Regions from separate parts of the Mus musculus genome. Here region 1 is linked to region 2. Evidence: chromatin contacts called from public HiChIP or PLAC-seq data. All regions are on one chromosome and are shown on one strand. The core of a region is the stretch at or near the end of the contact, and the rest is flanking DNA. Distances in the headings are between cores, read along the strand shown.

Region 1 (7,010 bases), core at 2,734-5,233, 1.6 Mb before region 2:
CAGGCCTGTCTCATAGCTCAGGCATCTCTGGATCGATCGGCTGACTTGCCAGTTGATCCCTATAGCGGACAAAGAATTTCACCTTGACCACTTGCAGCAGCACTGCCTCTCCTAATGAGGGTCAGGTTCTTGGAGGTCCTTGCCCAAGAGCAGAGCAGGACAGAAGCAGAGAACATATGTGGGCCTTCACCTGCATCACCAGCTTCAGGGCTGGCATCCTCAGTGTGCAATGCCCTAGAGAAGGGCTGCCTGTGAAGTGGAAAGCAGCCTGTTTCTTAGCTAACAGCTCTGCCCGGCCCAACCAGAGAAGTTTTTCACTAACAAACATGTGACCTGCGTCAGTGTCATGGCTGACATGGCTCTCGCCCTGGTCCTGGTCGATGCTGGTCTGCATTCAGATCAGGAGTAGCCCTTAATGAAGCCAACTTGGCAAAAGGTCTGCAGGGAAACTCAGCTGGGGAAGGGTCACTGTAGCTGAGCTGGAGGAAGAGATGGCTGTGTACCCAAGTCCTCTTTCTGCGCCTGTGATGGCTTGAACATCAGCTGCGGTGGCCCGAGTTAGTCACACGTCTCCCTTTGTCATCTCACTATGATACTGTTGTTTGGGTTCATACTCACCTCCTGTGCCAGCCACACGGATGTCATTGCTGTTGCCTTCATAGGTAAAAAGAGCCCTGCAAGGAAACACAAGTGGGCTCAGTGCTGACTCAGGGCTCTGGGCCTCCTCTGCAGCTAGCGCAGCAGGAACAAGCTGCTCTGCACTGAGACTACTCAACAGCTACTCTGAGGATAGCACAGGACTTAGTATAAGAAAGCCACTGGGAGCCAGGCAGTGGTGGCGCACGCCTTTAATCCCAGCACTTGGGAGGCAGAGGCAGGTGGATTTCTGAGTTTGAGGCCAGCCTGGTCTACAAAGTGAGTTCCAGGACAGCCAGGGCTACACAGAGAAACTTTGTCTCGAAAAACAAAACAAAAAAAAAAAAAACAAAAAAAAAAGAAAGAAAGCCACTGGGACTGGGGAAGGACATATGAACATATACTTAGGGGAGGATAAAAGTGGGAGGGTTATGTGTTCTTTCTACACACTAGTGAATAAAACACTCAGCTGGCTTTCAGGCACATAAATTTCAAAAGGCAAAAGATGTCTTCATATTCCTGAATCCAAACACCTAACGTAGAAGCAGGAGGGAGAAAGGTGCACTGGGGACTCCTGGGTGGGTATCAGCCCTGCCTTCATAGCCTGAGGGTAGACAGCAGGGCTTCCTGTCTTGAGATTCTCCTGCAAACATGCACTTTACCAGGCAGATATAGCAACAGAAAGTAGACAATGACAACACTGAGTTCCAGTGAAGACCACAGAGCCACCAAGGCTCTAATGGATAGTTGTCCAGTGGCTTTTTTTCCATCTACTGGCGCCTTGCACCTGTGTGTCCTGTGAGTGCATCTGCACATGAACACGCACACATGCACAATACACATATCGCCCCAAATAAAATTTCCAGTTCAGAGATTTTTTTTCTTACCTTCAATAGAACTCTCACCTCTTCTTTTAAATCAGTGTGAACAACGCCTGGTACGTGTATGCTGACTGGACTGCAGCTATGAACAATTCCTAAAAGGTCCGACCCATGGAGCTTAACTTCCCTACACCTGATGCTAATGTACAGTGTACACAGAGTGTAATAGGAACCAGATAAGCACAGGTCATGCCAGGCTCTTCAGGGAGGAGGCTGAAGCTAGATTATAGATGAGAGAAACTAAAGCTATGGCTCTGGTCTACAGTGTCACGGTACCAGCTCTGTGTGTGTGACCTTTTTTGGCTACCAAATTGAAGACTACCTCTTTTTGACAGTCTCTTTTTCTGCATGGCTTAATCCATCCATCAAAACATATGACAGCTAGGCACAAGGGTCTACCTGACCATGTTAGGGAAGAGAAAAAGCACACACACACACACAAACACACACACACACACACACACACACACACACACACACACACACACACAGAGTCCATGAGGGTTCCCAGCATGTTTCTTATTTGTATCACAAAGAAATGAAACTAGGAGAGAGGACAAAGTGACTATCACTTTAGTCTCAGGGAACTCCACAGTCTTTTCTGGCCTCTGAAGGCATGCATGTGGCCCATGTACTAGGAATTTAGGAGGACTCTCTGAGAAGACAACCCTAGCATAGAGACATAAAGGACAAGAAGCAATCAAGATGATGTATATGTATGTTCCATGCAGGGGAAGCAGCAAGATCAGAGGTTCTGTTTGATGAGGAACTAGCTTGCAGTTTTGAGGAAGAGAAAGACTTTGGTACAAGGGTGGTCAACAGGTGTGGCCAGAGTAGTAAGCAGGAGGGGCAACAGGAACCAGGGCAGACAGGGTAAGAGTCTGGGCTTTACTAAAGTGCAACAGGAAGACACTGCATTTATGGGCAGGGAAGTTAAGATGGCCCAGATATTCTCTCAGCTAGCGAGTGGGGACCTGCCACAAAAATCTTGCTGAGTGACTACTGAAATGGCTGTGACAGTGAGGGTGGAGGCCAGAGGCTCGTTCAACTGGAGTGGCAGCACCGTCTGCATACAGTACTGTAGGAAGCTGGGCAGTAGCATGGCTGCTGGGGCAGATGAACAGTGTATGGGGAAAGAGCAAGATCTGCACCCTCAGAAGGAACAATGGGTGGATGAGGCAGGACAATGTCAGACCAAGGTGGAGCAGATGATTCTAGTAGGAGGCTCAATGTGTGCTCGGGAGACAGACACAGGTGAGATCGTGGCCAACCTGGTCTACACAGTGAGTTCCAGGCCAGCCAGAGCTACACAGTCTCAAAAGCAAGCAAGCAAGCAAAGCAAGCAAGGTCAGTGAAGAGTTATAAGCATGGGTGAAGGGCACTGCTAGCTAGGTTGTGAGGTATTCCCCAAACAGTGATGGTTCTGAGACGACTAGAGGGCCAAAAGATAAAGAGGAGAGACAACACAGTAGAACAGAAGAGATGATTGGCCAGAGTTCTGCAATAGGGGAAGTCTCCAGGGAAGACTCAACACAGGCAAACTCAGTATAGCGCCCCTCAGTGCTGACCACAGGGTAGTGGTGGCCCCACCAGAACTCCAAAGTCCAGTTTGTGTTCCCCAGAATTTGTCCACCTGCCATACTCATCAGATGTCTGAGAAACTGAAGCACTAAAAACTGGCTAACGGAAGCATGTTAAGTAAACGGAAAGTGAAAGAGAATTACTATAGACTGGTATGCATGTAGCAGAAACCTAAGAGGGCTCAGCAGGGCCACTCCAGAAACTTCAGATCTAGTTCACAGTACTGTAATGGCTCCTGGGGTGGTGAAGGAAGGATGGAGCCTTTTCTCAAACAGGTGACAGGATCCCATTTTCAGTCCCAGAATCAGGGACCCAGACCTGTGACATCCTTGACTGAGCCCTGTGTGAGCTCATGACCTCAACCCACTGCTCACGCCGCTTTCAAGGTCTCTTCCTGAACTCAGGGTTTAGAAGACGTGGTTTCCGCCTTCCAGGGAGTTGGGGAACTGCGCGGGACCCCTTTGTCCAGTGAGGTCCCAGAAACGCAGAGCCTGGCGGAAAGCAGAAAGCACAACCAGGCAGAGATCTTCAGGGCAGAGCCGACCGACCACTAGGTGGCAGGGGAGAGGCCCGGGGGTACTCGCCGGGGGGACGGCGGTGGCGAGGGTGGGGTAGCATCTCGCTAGGCTTCAGGAAGGTGGACAGGTGATCCTGCAATACTACGGCTACGCCGCGACCTCCACCTTCCCGCTCTGGCGCCTCTCCGGCCCCGCCTTGCTGCCTACCAGTCGGTCGGGGATTTCTCGGTGACTACGCGCACGTAGGCCTCCTGCAGCGCCGGCCCGTTCCGGCTCAGGTTCACCGCCATGGCACGCCCCACGGTCCCCGCGATGCAGCAGCTTCAGCTTTCTGCCGGCCTCCAGTGACGGCCGGAAGCCCCGCCCCGGAGGCCGGAAGCCTCGCCTCTGACGTGCAGAAGCCGCGCCCAAGAGGCCGGAAGCGGAAGTGGAGAGAAGGCGAGCTAGGCTGAGGGTAAAGTTGAGGCGGGGTGCTGGTGAATGAAGATCCACGAGAGGCGGGCCTGCCCGTAGGTCCTCGTTCGTCCGCATCTGCAGGGCGTGGGCTCGATTTAGAGCTTCACGCTGGTTCGTCTCTCATTAGTTAATGTATTTTGTTTAAGAGCAAGCTGTATGCGCGCAGGCGCCTCGGAAATTTCATCTGATAGTCGGACATGATGGCTACGCCTTCAACCCCAGCCTAGCCCGGTGTACAGCGCAAGTTCCAGGATGGCGAGGGCTAGGCAGAGAAGCCCTGTTTGGAAAAACCAAAGAAGAAAAGGAAAAAAACATGAATCTGCTGTGTTAGGCGTAGAGGTACAAGCCTGTGATCCTAGCGCGCAACTGGCAGAGGCAGAAGCTTGAGTTCTAGCCCGGCCTGGGCATTGCCTAGATCTTCTAAATAAAGTAAAATGAAATATTTGATGTGATAGTGGGGTAATGAAGAGAACCTGCTTTGTGCTTCACTTCTATTTCCAGACAGTTGCCTGAACGTCCCTATGAGAGACCATACTCTGTTGTCGTAAACTAAAACGAACCCTTACTTCTCTAAACTGCTTTTAGCTAGGGCATTTTATCACAGCAACAGAAATGAAACTAGAACAGTGGGGGTCGAAGTTACATTTAAAATGTTGCAAGAATGGGGCTGGAAGTGTTGTTCGTGTATTTAATCTCAGCACTGGGGAGGCAGAGGCAAGCCTGGTCTACATAGTTGAGTTCCAGCCTATCTCAAAGACAAAAAAAGGGGTGGAGGGGCTGGAGAGATGGCTTGGTGGTTAAGAGCACTGACTGCTCTTCCAGGGGATCCAGGATTGATTCCTAGCACCTATGTGGCAGCTCACAACCCTCTGTAACTCCAGCCCTAGCCCTCATCTAGTCTCTGCTGGGACTAGGTATGGCCATGGTGCACTTAAACAATCACACAATATAAAAATAAGATGGGTGTGGTGGCACATGACTTCAATCCCTGAACCTGGGAAGCAAAGGCAGATAGATCTCTGAGTTTGAGTCCAGCCTGGTCTACATAGTGGATTACTGGCTATAAGTGAGTCCCTCTCTCAAAAAAGTATTAAAAAAGAAACTTCTGGCTGGGCAGTGGTGGCGCACGCCTTTAGTCCCAGCATTTGGGAGGCAGAAGCAGTTGGATTTCTGAGTTTAAGGCCAGCCTGGTCTACAGGGTGAGTTCCAGGGACAGCCAGAACTATACAGAGAAACCCTGTTCCGAAAACAAACAAAAACAAGAAGAAACTTCAGCTCCATCTAGCAAGCCCAAATCTTCCAAGAGAGGTTATTATGTGTGTGGTATATGCACATGGGCCAGGGTAGATGCATACTACTGTGCTGTTGGAGGCCAGAGGACAGTGTCAAGTATCCTGCTCTTTCATTATCCACCCTATTCCTTAGAGGCAGGTCTCTTACTGAGCCTGGAGCTAGGCTGGTAGGCAGCAAACCACAGTGATCCTCCTGTCTCCGCCGCTCCACAGTACTGATGCTATATACAGAGCCAAACCCAGCTCTTGAAGCAGTTGCTGGGTGTTTGAACTCAGGTCTTCAAGCTTGTGCGAAAAGTGCACTTTCCCACTGAGCCATCCCCACAGCCCCAACAGTCATTTATTTGTCACAGATCACTTAAACCAGTGTTCTCCACTTTCCTAATGCTGTGACTCGTTAATAGTTTCTCATGTTGTGTCCACCATCCATTAAAATTATCTCATTGCTACTTCATAACTGCAATGTTGCTACTGTTATGAATGGCACTGTACATATCTGATATATAGGATATCTGATATGCGACTCAAACGTGAAGAACCACCAACTTAACCCCATGCATCTCTCTGATCTCTAGGGTCCACCCAGGGGAAAAAAGGTCACATTACCCCACAGTTATCTTTACAGATCTGCTTGCTGTTCAGTTACTGACCTAGGACTGGGCTTGGAAGTATAATATATACATATGTGGGTGGCACGGACCACCCACACAATGGCTTATTTTCAAAATAAGACTTTTGACTCAAGAATCTTTCCCCTAGGTTGACCAGAGCCCGGGGAACATGATGTAGGTGGCCCTCCCTTCTCAGTGGCAGAGAACCCAAAGGATTTGCCTGAGCACAGACTGTGCAAATGGTCTAGCTGGTATACAAGCTCATTTTAGCTATGCAGTCAATTATAGAAAATTTACACTGGGACACCAGAGGGCCCAATTTTTACTCTTCCTCCTACTTATTCTCCAGTAGCAAGGACTGGCTTGGAGATTGTGTGGAGTTATAAACTACAATGCTTGAAAGATTTAAGTATGGATGCTTATAGCACTAATATACCATATTGGACCAGGCCTTTCCCCTCTGCTGGCCTCTAATGTGAAACTGCCCATTTCCTGGCTAGGTTATTATCTACAAAGTGCTGTGTGCTGCCAAGCTCAAGTATATGACTTCACATAACACATGGTGTTGCAACTTGGGAGGGAGCATGTTGTAACAGCTTTGCAGAACACTTCAGTAGAAAATCTTAAAAAGCAGAAATGTAAAGAGTAACTCTCAATAGGCTGAGAAGCAAGGAACAAAGACTAAGCCCCCAAAGAGACTGTGGTAAGGACATCTTAAATGTGTGCAAATATAGGACATTGCTGAAGTGCTGAGACCAGTACTCTCCCGGGCACTGGCTAACTTCTATTGTGGACAGTCGTATGTGGCTGAGGCTGGCCTTGAACCTCCTTCCTCCACTTCCTCCTGCATACTGAGGTTCTAGGTATGCATAACCATGCCCAGCTGAGTGCTTTTAAAGCAAACCAATCTCCTTTGGCTGATTCTCAAGTGTTAGATCTGCGGACTTCTTTCTCCTTGCTCTCAAACGCCTTATCTAGTCTTTTAGTGGCAGTTTTCTCTTCTCTCCACTTTCTGATTCACCAATCACTATTCCC
Region 2 (6,561 bases), core at 2,670-5,169:
GGAACTCACCATTATGGCACGGTTAGGCAGGCTGGCCAACCAGCAAGCTCCAAGGAGTGGCCTACCTTTACTCATCAGGGCTGGGGACAGACAGACAGACAGACACACACACACACAGGCGCACTCGCGCACCTCCCTCCCCCAAGCACCCCCCCTCCCCCAAGCTTTTCTGCAGTTGCTGGAGACCCAAGCTCAAGTCCTAATGCTTGTATTGCAAACATTATCCATGGAGTCATTTCAACTTCAGATTTTAGAATCCCTACAAAAATGATCACCACGGATAAAAAAACCCATCTGGAAACATGGTGAGATTTTTACACTACTAGAAATAGAAATCATATTCTATACATGGAAACACACACTCACTCTATCACTAAGCTACACAACCAACTCATTTATTTTTTGTTTTTAGCTTTGATTGATATAAAACTCACAAGACCAGAGTGGCCTTGAACTCACAGACATCTACCTGCCTCTGCCTCATACATTATGGGACTTGAAGGTATGTGCCATGACTGGCTGCAATCCACTTCGTTTTCCTTTTCTAGGAAAGGAAAGGAAAGGAAAGGAAAGGAAAGGAAAGGAAAGGAAAGGAAAGGAAAGGAAAATTGACTCTGTGTAGGCATGTGTACATGCATGTGTATTCAGATTCTGTAAGTTGTGAGTTGCCTGACATGGGTGCTGGGAGCCAAACTTAGGTCCTATGTAGGAGCAGAAAGCGGCCTTAACTTCTGAGCCACTTCTCCAGCCTCCATTTCCTGTCATTAAAACAGGGCCCACTGTGTTACAAGGCTAGTCTCTACCTTCCAATAGTCCTTTCTAGCACCAAGATTACAGGTATGTATCATGCCATGCCCAGTAATGAGTATTTATTTTTAAGAGAATTTAGTTGTGTTTTTTTATTATTATTTTATTTATTTATTTATTTATTTATTTTTGGCTGTGACAGCAGGATAACATAATTATAGGAAGCTACTCGGGAAAACTGCTTGAGATGTTTCTAAGTGCATGCTTGTGTGCACCTGTACAGAGGCTGATGTCCATTGTCTTCTTCAATCATTCCCTGCCTTATTTTATTTAGATTTATCTGAATATTTATTTCAGATAGGGTCCATGCATCTCCAGCTCACCTGAAATGCTATGAAGACCAGGGTGGCCCCAAACATAGAGATCAACTTGCTCCTACCTTCAGAGTACATGAATACACTGGCCCCACCTTAGTTTTTGAGGCAAAGGACAAAAGCTCTCTCATTGAATATGAAGCATAGCAATTTGCTCCAGGAATCTGTGTCTCTATTTCCCAGTACTGAGGTTACCAGACGTAGCCACTGCTCAATCTCGCTTTAACATGGGTATCCATGGAATATACACCATGGGATCCAAACTCAAGTTCTTGTACTCAACACCTGACTGAACTGAGGTGTCTCCCCAATCCCTGAAGCTTTCAATGCTCTCTTAGCCGTTACTGTTTCACACAGAGTTCCTTCTAAAGAAAACTTCTAGCCGGGCATGGTGGCACACGCCTTTAATCCCAGCACTCAGGAGGCAGAGGCAGGCGGATTTCTGAGTTCGAGGCCAGCCTGGTCTATAGAATGAGTTCCAGGACAGCCAGGGCTACACAGAGAAACCCTGTCTTGAAAAACAAACAAACAAACAAACAAACACAACAACAACAACAAAAAAGAAGAAGCCTTCTATAAGGGAAAGACAGTGTGCAAACTCCTCTTACAGCTTCACTGACCAAGTGGAAACACTGGAAACCGTCTCAAAAGAAAACACATAGCCTGGACACTGCAACCTTTCCATAGAAAGCATGCAGCATGAGGGAAACTAAAAATTAGGAAATGTTTCCAATTTAGCATGCAAAGAAAATCAAGACATGACAGTACTTGTGTTGCTATTACTGTATCTAAAAAGGATGCCATGGTCAGAAGGAAACAGCTAATGGTGACAACAGCTGACAGGGGTTGTCCTCACAGTAAGATTGCTCTTCTTCATTATGCAACAGCCTTTCCCCAATTATTAGCATCACAGGAGAGAGGGGGGAAGGCATTAGGGTTATTATTAAATATTAGCCAATCACACACAACACTCAATGCCCTATCGTGAGGCATCTTTTCAGTGAAAATCCAAATTAATTAAAGTCTGCAAAGTGATCTGAACTCTCACGGTGTGCACAGTACAATTTACCAATCAGAATCTCTTTTGATGTGTCACTTCATTAGGAAGGTGGGAACAAAACAGTATTAAATGATTCAAGGTGGTAGGGATGCTCGCTAAAGGGAGTGACAAAGTGTGGGTCCTGGACAACACACGTCCTGTACACACTTCAAGGCCAAGAAGCTCTGCCATGTAAGAAGCAGCCTGGTTCAGGAAAAGCCAGAAATTCAGACTGACTGTGAAATCACCTCATTTCTAAGTGTGGTAATAGGATTTTTCTCTTTTAAGGATTCTAAGGACAAACTAAACATCTGCAGACTGGATAATGATGCTGGCTGCCAAAAGAATACTCTATAAGTGCCCTAAGCCAGGAGATGTGTTGACCGTTGGAAGTCAAGTGGCCCTTAGAAGATTCCATCCAAGGGTGCAGAAGTATGTGGGATGAGGAGGTTGAGGAATCCTGACCAATGTTCACCTTGCCTGGAAACTAGCTAACATGCTGAACAGCTTGCTCTGGATTCAGCTGAGGCTCTGGGAAAGTCGTCCTTTCACAATGAGAATAATCAACTCTTCTTTTTCTTTCTTCAGGTTAACACAGCATATGCACATCAGCAGCCACAAAGAAGCTACCAGGAATTTCCACAGACTTGTTTTGGAAGCAGAAACTCCTAGTGACTACACAGCTAGGCATGGCTTTCACTGCGATTACTGTTGTGGTATGTCAACCATACCAGTCCTATCTATCACCTACCTCATTGCTCTCCTGTGGTTTTGGAAGAAGTAAGGAGTCTAAGCCAGAGCCTCTAGAACTCCCCATGATGCCCCTGTGCTGCTTTAAAAGACCTTTATACTACAAGTTCCCTCTGTGCAGAAGCAGCTGTTACCTGGCCACAAAACTGGCAGTCTTGTCGACGATGTTCCTGACCTCCGGGGGAGGGTAAATAATGCCGACCACTGGCTTGGAAGGGGTGGGATCCTCCTTTGACGATGCTTCTTCTTCAATTGGCTGTGAAAACAGAGAAAAGGTAGTAAGGGCTTCAAGTCCCCGGCTCGGATTAGGCTATCATAAACGCTCCATGATACTGACAGGAACGTCTGTCCTGTAGACTGCAGACTCTCTTGGGTTAGCATCCGAGGACGCAGTTAAAAACAAAACAGGGCAAGTTTCCTTAGCCATACTGTATTTACGCAGCCATTCCTAATCTAGGGGAAAGAATGATTTGCTTAGCTCTCCTCTTTTTGAATGGAGGCTTCGTGGTTCACATAAGACCCCAGAGGAAGCCGGGGGTGCAGGTCCGCATGCTGGTTTTGAAAAGTCCGGTTCTAGGGATATCTTTTTCGAGACCAGAAGGCAACTCAGCGCGCTGACTCCTGGGACTTGCAGTCCCTCCATGTCCTTCGGGGTGGCCTGAGCTTCCAGCAGCAGTGCCACAGCGCCCGCGCGGAGGGGAGGAACGAGGCCTCCAGCAGGCCTGCAGGCAGGGAGCGCGGGGCACGATACCTGTTTGGACTCAGTGGCTACTGGCGGCGGCGGGGGTACCGCCTGCACGGGTCCGGCCTGCATGACTGCGACGCTCAGGGCTGCCAGTCCACCTCGGTGGCGACAACCGGTGCGACGACAAGATTAAAGATCACCACACGAAGTATCCAACTCAATGACAAGATGGCGGCGACCCAGAGAGAGAAGCCGCGGGAGCACTTCCGGTCCCGCCCTCTCGCCGTTTCGCACTTCCAGCCCCGCCCCGCCTGCTCCGTGGCGCGGTACGCCGTTGCCAAGGCAGCGGCCTGGGCTCCCAACTTAGAGTTGCGAGGCATTCTCGGAGCCTCAGACGCTCTGGAGGAAGTTCTGTGAGCCAGACAGACACAGAGCTGAGGCTGCGACGCCGGAGACAGGTAAGCCATTCCACATCCTCTGACTCTGAACTTCCCTCCTGACTCTGGCCGGTTCCTCGCCCCCTCAGCGCCCCACCCCTCGCCCCTGTTTCTTTCCTGTTTGGCCTGGCATTTTGAAGATGCCATAGAGTCCCACTTACTACACCTTTAGCCCCATTTTTTGGTTCAGCACCACCTCCTCTGCATCCCTCCTTACAGAGTCCAGGACATGGTGCTAACACCTTTAATTCCAGGAGACAAAAAACGAAGCAGATCTGAGTTCAAGGCCAGCCTGGGACAGAGCAAGTTCTAGATGAAGAAAAGCATAATTCAGGCGTAGTGGTACATATCTTTAATCCCAAGAGACAAAGCCATGCAGATCTCTGAGTTCAAAGTCAATTTCCTGAGCAAGTTTCAGGATAGCCAAGCTTAGGCAGTGAGGGAGTTGAAAAACAGAAAGCTGGTAAGATAATAAAGGGGATCAGGTTCCAGCCACAGGAAGCAGAATTTGGCTGTGTGGCTCTGGCTTTAGAGTCTAGAGTAGAAGGGATTGCTGGGACAGTTGATGCTGGTTAGCTGGAGCTAAGAAATTAGTGATTAAGACGAGACCAGCATCACTGAGGTGAAATCTTCTGGGAAGTGTTTTCTGAGAGCACAAAGAAGCTGTGTTCCAGAGATAGCCATGGTTGTTGCTGCAGCTGTACTTGGCAGTGTGTAAGAGTTACCCAGGCAGTATTAGTTTGAAGGCATGAAGGTGTCATGAAGAGCAGCTGAGGCTTGGCACCGTGAGAGGCCAGGGAAGGCCATTGGTGAAGGTGCAGTTACAGTTACAGTTGATGGCCCAGGACTGAAGGGGTCATGCAAAGGAGTTGAGGCTTGCCCCATGAAGAGAGCCTATGAGAGGCTCTTGGTGAAGCCTAGTTGCAGTGGTAGACCCCAGTGTATTGGAGATGCCAGTACGATAAGATGATAACCAGGAACAGCAGCAGCAGTTGGCTGGAGTCAAGCAGAGCCTAGAGTGCTTCAGAGGGCAGAGCTGGAGAAGTGATGCCAGCCCTTTAGAGGATCCCCAAAAGATCATGTGTGGATCCCAGACATTGGAATAAAAGTTAGATTAAGAAGCTGTAAAGTTGAAGTTGCCTTGGAGACCCCAAGATGTTAGAGATGCCAGAGTCATGAGATACCTGCCAAGGAAAACTGCTAGCAGGGAGTGGGACCAGCCCAGGAGAATGAAGTCTGCTGCTGCTGACTGCCAGATCTGCCAACAGCAGTCGGCAAGGATGAAAGGAGCTGACGATCTGAAGAGCGCTTTGACATTGGATGTGGAGACATGGACTTTGGAGTTTGCCCAGCTGGTTTTCTGTCTTGCTTTGGTCCCAGTATTTTTGACTTTATATGGGATTACAGTTAAGAGACTGCTTGAATCTTAGAAGAGACTTTATTTATTTATTTTTATTTATATGAGTGCACTGTCTTCAGACACACCAGAAGAGGGCATTGGATCCCATTACAGATGGTTGTGAGCCACCACGTGGTTGCTGAGAATTGAACTCAGGACCTCTTGAAGAGCAGTCAGTGCTCTTAACCGCTGAGCCATCTCTCCAGCCCCTGGAATTTTTTTGAACATTGCTGAGGCTGCTATAGAGTATGGGAACCTTTGATGTTGGACTAAATGTATTTTGCATGATGCTGTGTTTAGGTATGGCCCCCATAGCCTCATATGTTTGAACAAGCCTATGGGGGCCAGGGAGTGGAATGTGGTGGTTTGTATATGCTTTGCCCAGGGAGTGGCACTATTAAGAGGTATGTGTGGCCTTGTTGGATGGAATAGGTGCTGCCTTGTTAGATTAGGTGTGCCACTGTGGGTATGGGCTTTATTACCCCTTCTAGCCCCTTGGAAGCCAGTCTTCTGCCAGCTGCCTTTGGAAAACGAAGTGGAACTCTAAGCTCCTCCAACCCACATCTGCCTAGACTCTGCCATGCTCCTCCCTTGATGATACTGGACTGAACCTCTGAACCTGTAAGCCAGCTCCAATTAAATATCATCCTTATAAGAGTTGCCTTGGTCACGTTTTCTCTTTACAGCAGTAAAGCATTAAGTAAGACAGTCAGAGACTGGAAATCGCCATGTAGGTGGTTTTAGAGTTTCAAAATGTTTTCTTAGTGGTGACTGAATCTCAGTGGGCAGGCTGGCATGGACTGCAGATGTGGCAGCAGTTGCTTGAGAAAGGGGGACTTGAGGTTTGAACAGAGAGAAGGAAAGGTTCCTACCCTTCTTTGGGAATCAGGAAACATCAGGTAACATTATTAGCTGCTGCCCCTCTCATATCAAGCCGGTTCCATTAGAGCCAGCGCCTGTGGGGTCCCAGAGCAAGTCCATGTCATAGGCTCTTTCACTTTCCACACTATGCATCTGCCTGTGCATACTGCAGCATACTCTCTGTTTTTAAAGGAATCAATAGACAGTAACCTTGAATATTCTGTGTGTGCTCATGTTTCTGGTGCTGACGATTAACCCAAGGCTTTATA

The links. HiChIP or PLAC-seq counts read pairs in DNA pulled down with a chosen protein or histone mark.
Region 1: a FOXA1 HiChIP or PLAC-seq map of pancreatic cancer cells shows a contact between it and region 2. The contact joins the promoter of Dbnl here to the promoter of Ccdc157 in region 2. A contact is called at or near these places in 1 of 39 promoter capture datasets (pre-B cells) and 1 of 115 datasets of contacts at active chromatin or transcription factors (pancreatic cancer cells).

Annotation. Positions count from the first base shown.
Region 1 is chr11:5,785,456-5,792,465 of GRCm38.p6, reverse strand. Dbnl (drebrin-like) reads right to left here and starts at 3,983. Exons shown (of 13, transcript NM_001146309.1): 1 at 3,824-3,983; 2 at 619-674. The coding sequence starts at 3,906.
Region 2 is chr11:4,157,651-4,164,211 of GRCm38.p6, reverse strand. Ccdc157 (coiled-coil domain containing 157) reads left to right here and starts at 3,919. Exons shown (of 12, transcript NM_001164620.1): 1 at 3,919-4,053. Sf3a1 (splicing factor 3a, subunit 1) reads right to left here and starts at 3,858. Exons shown (of 16, transcript NM_026175.5): 1 at 3,662-3,858; 2 at 3,045-3,166. The coding sequence starts at 3,724.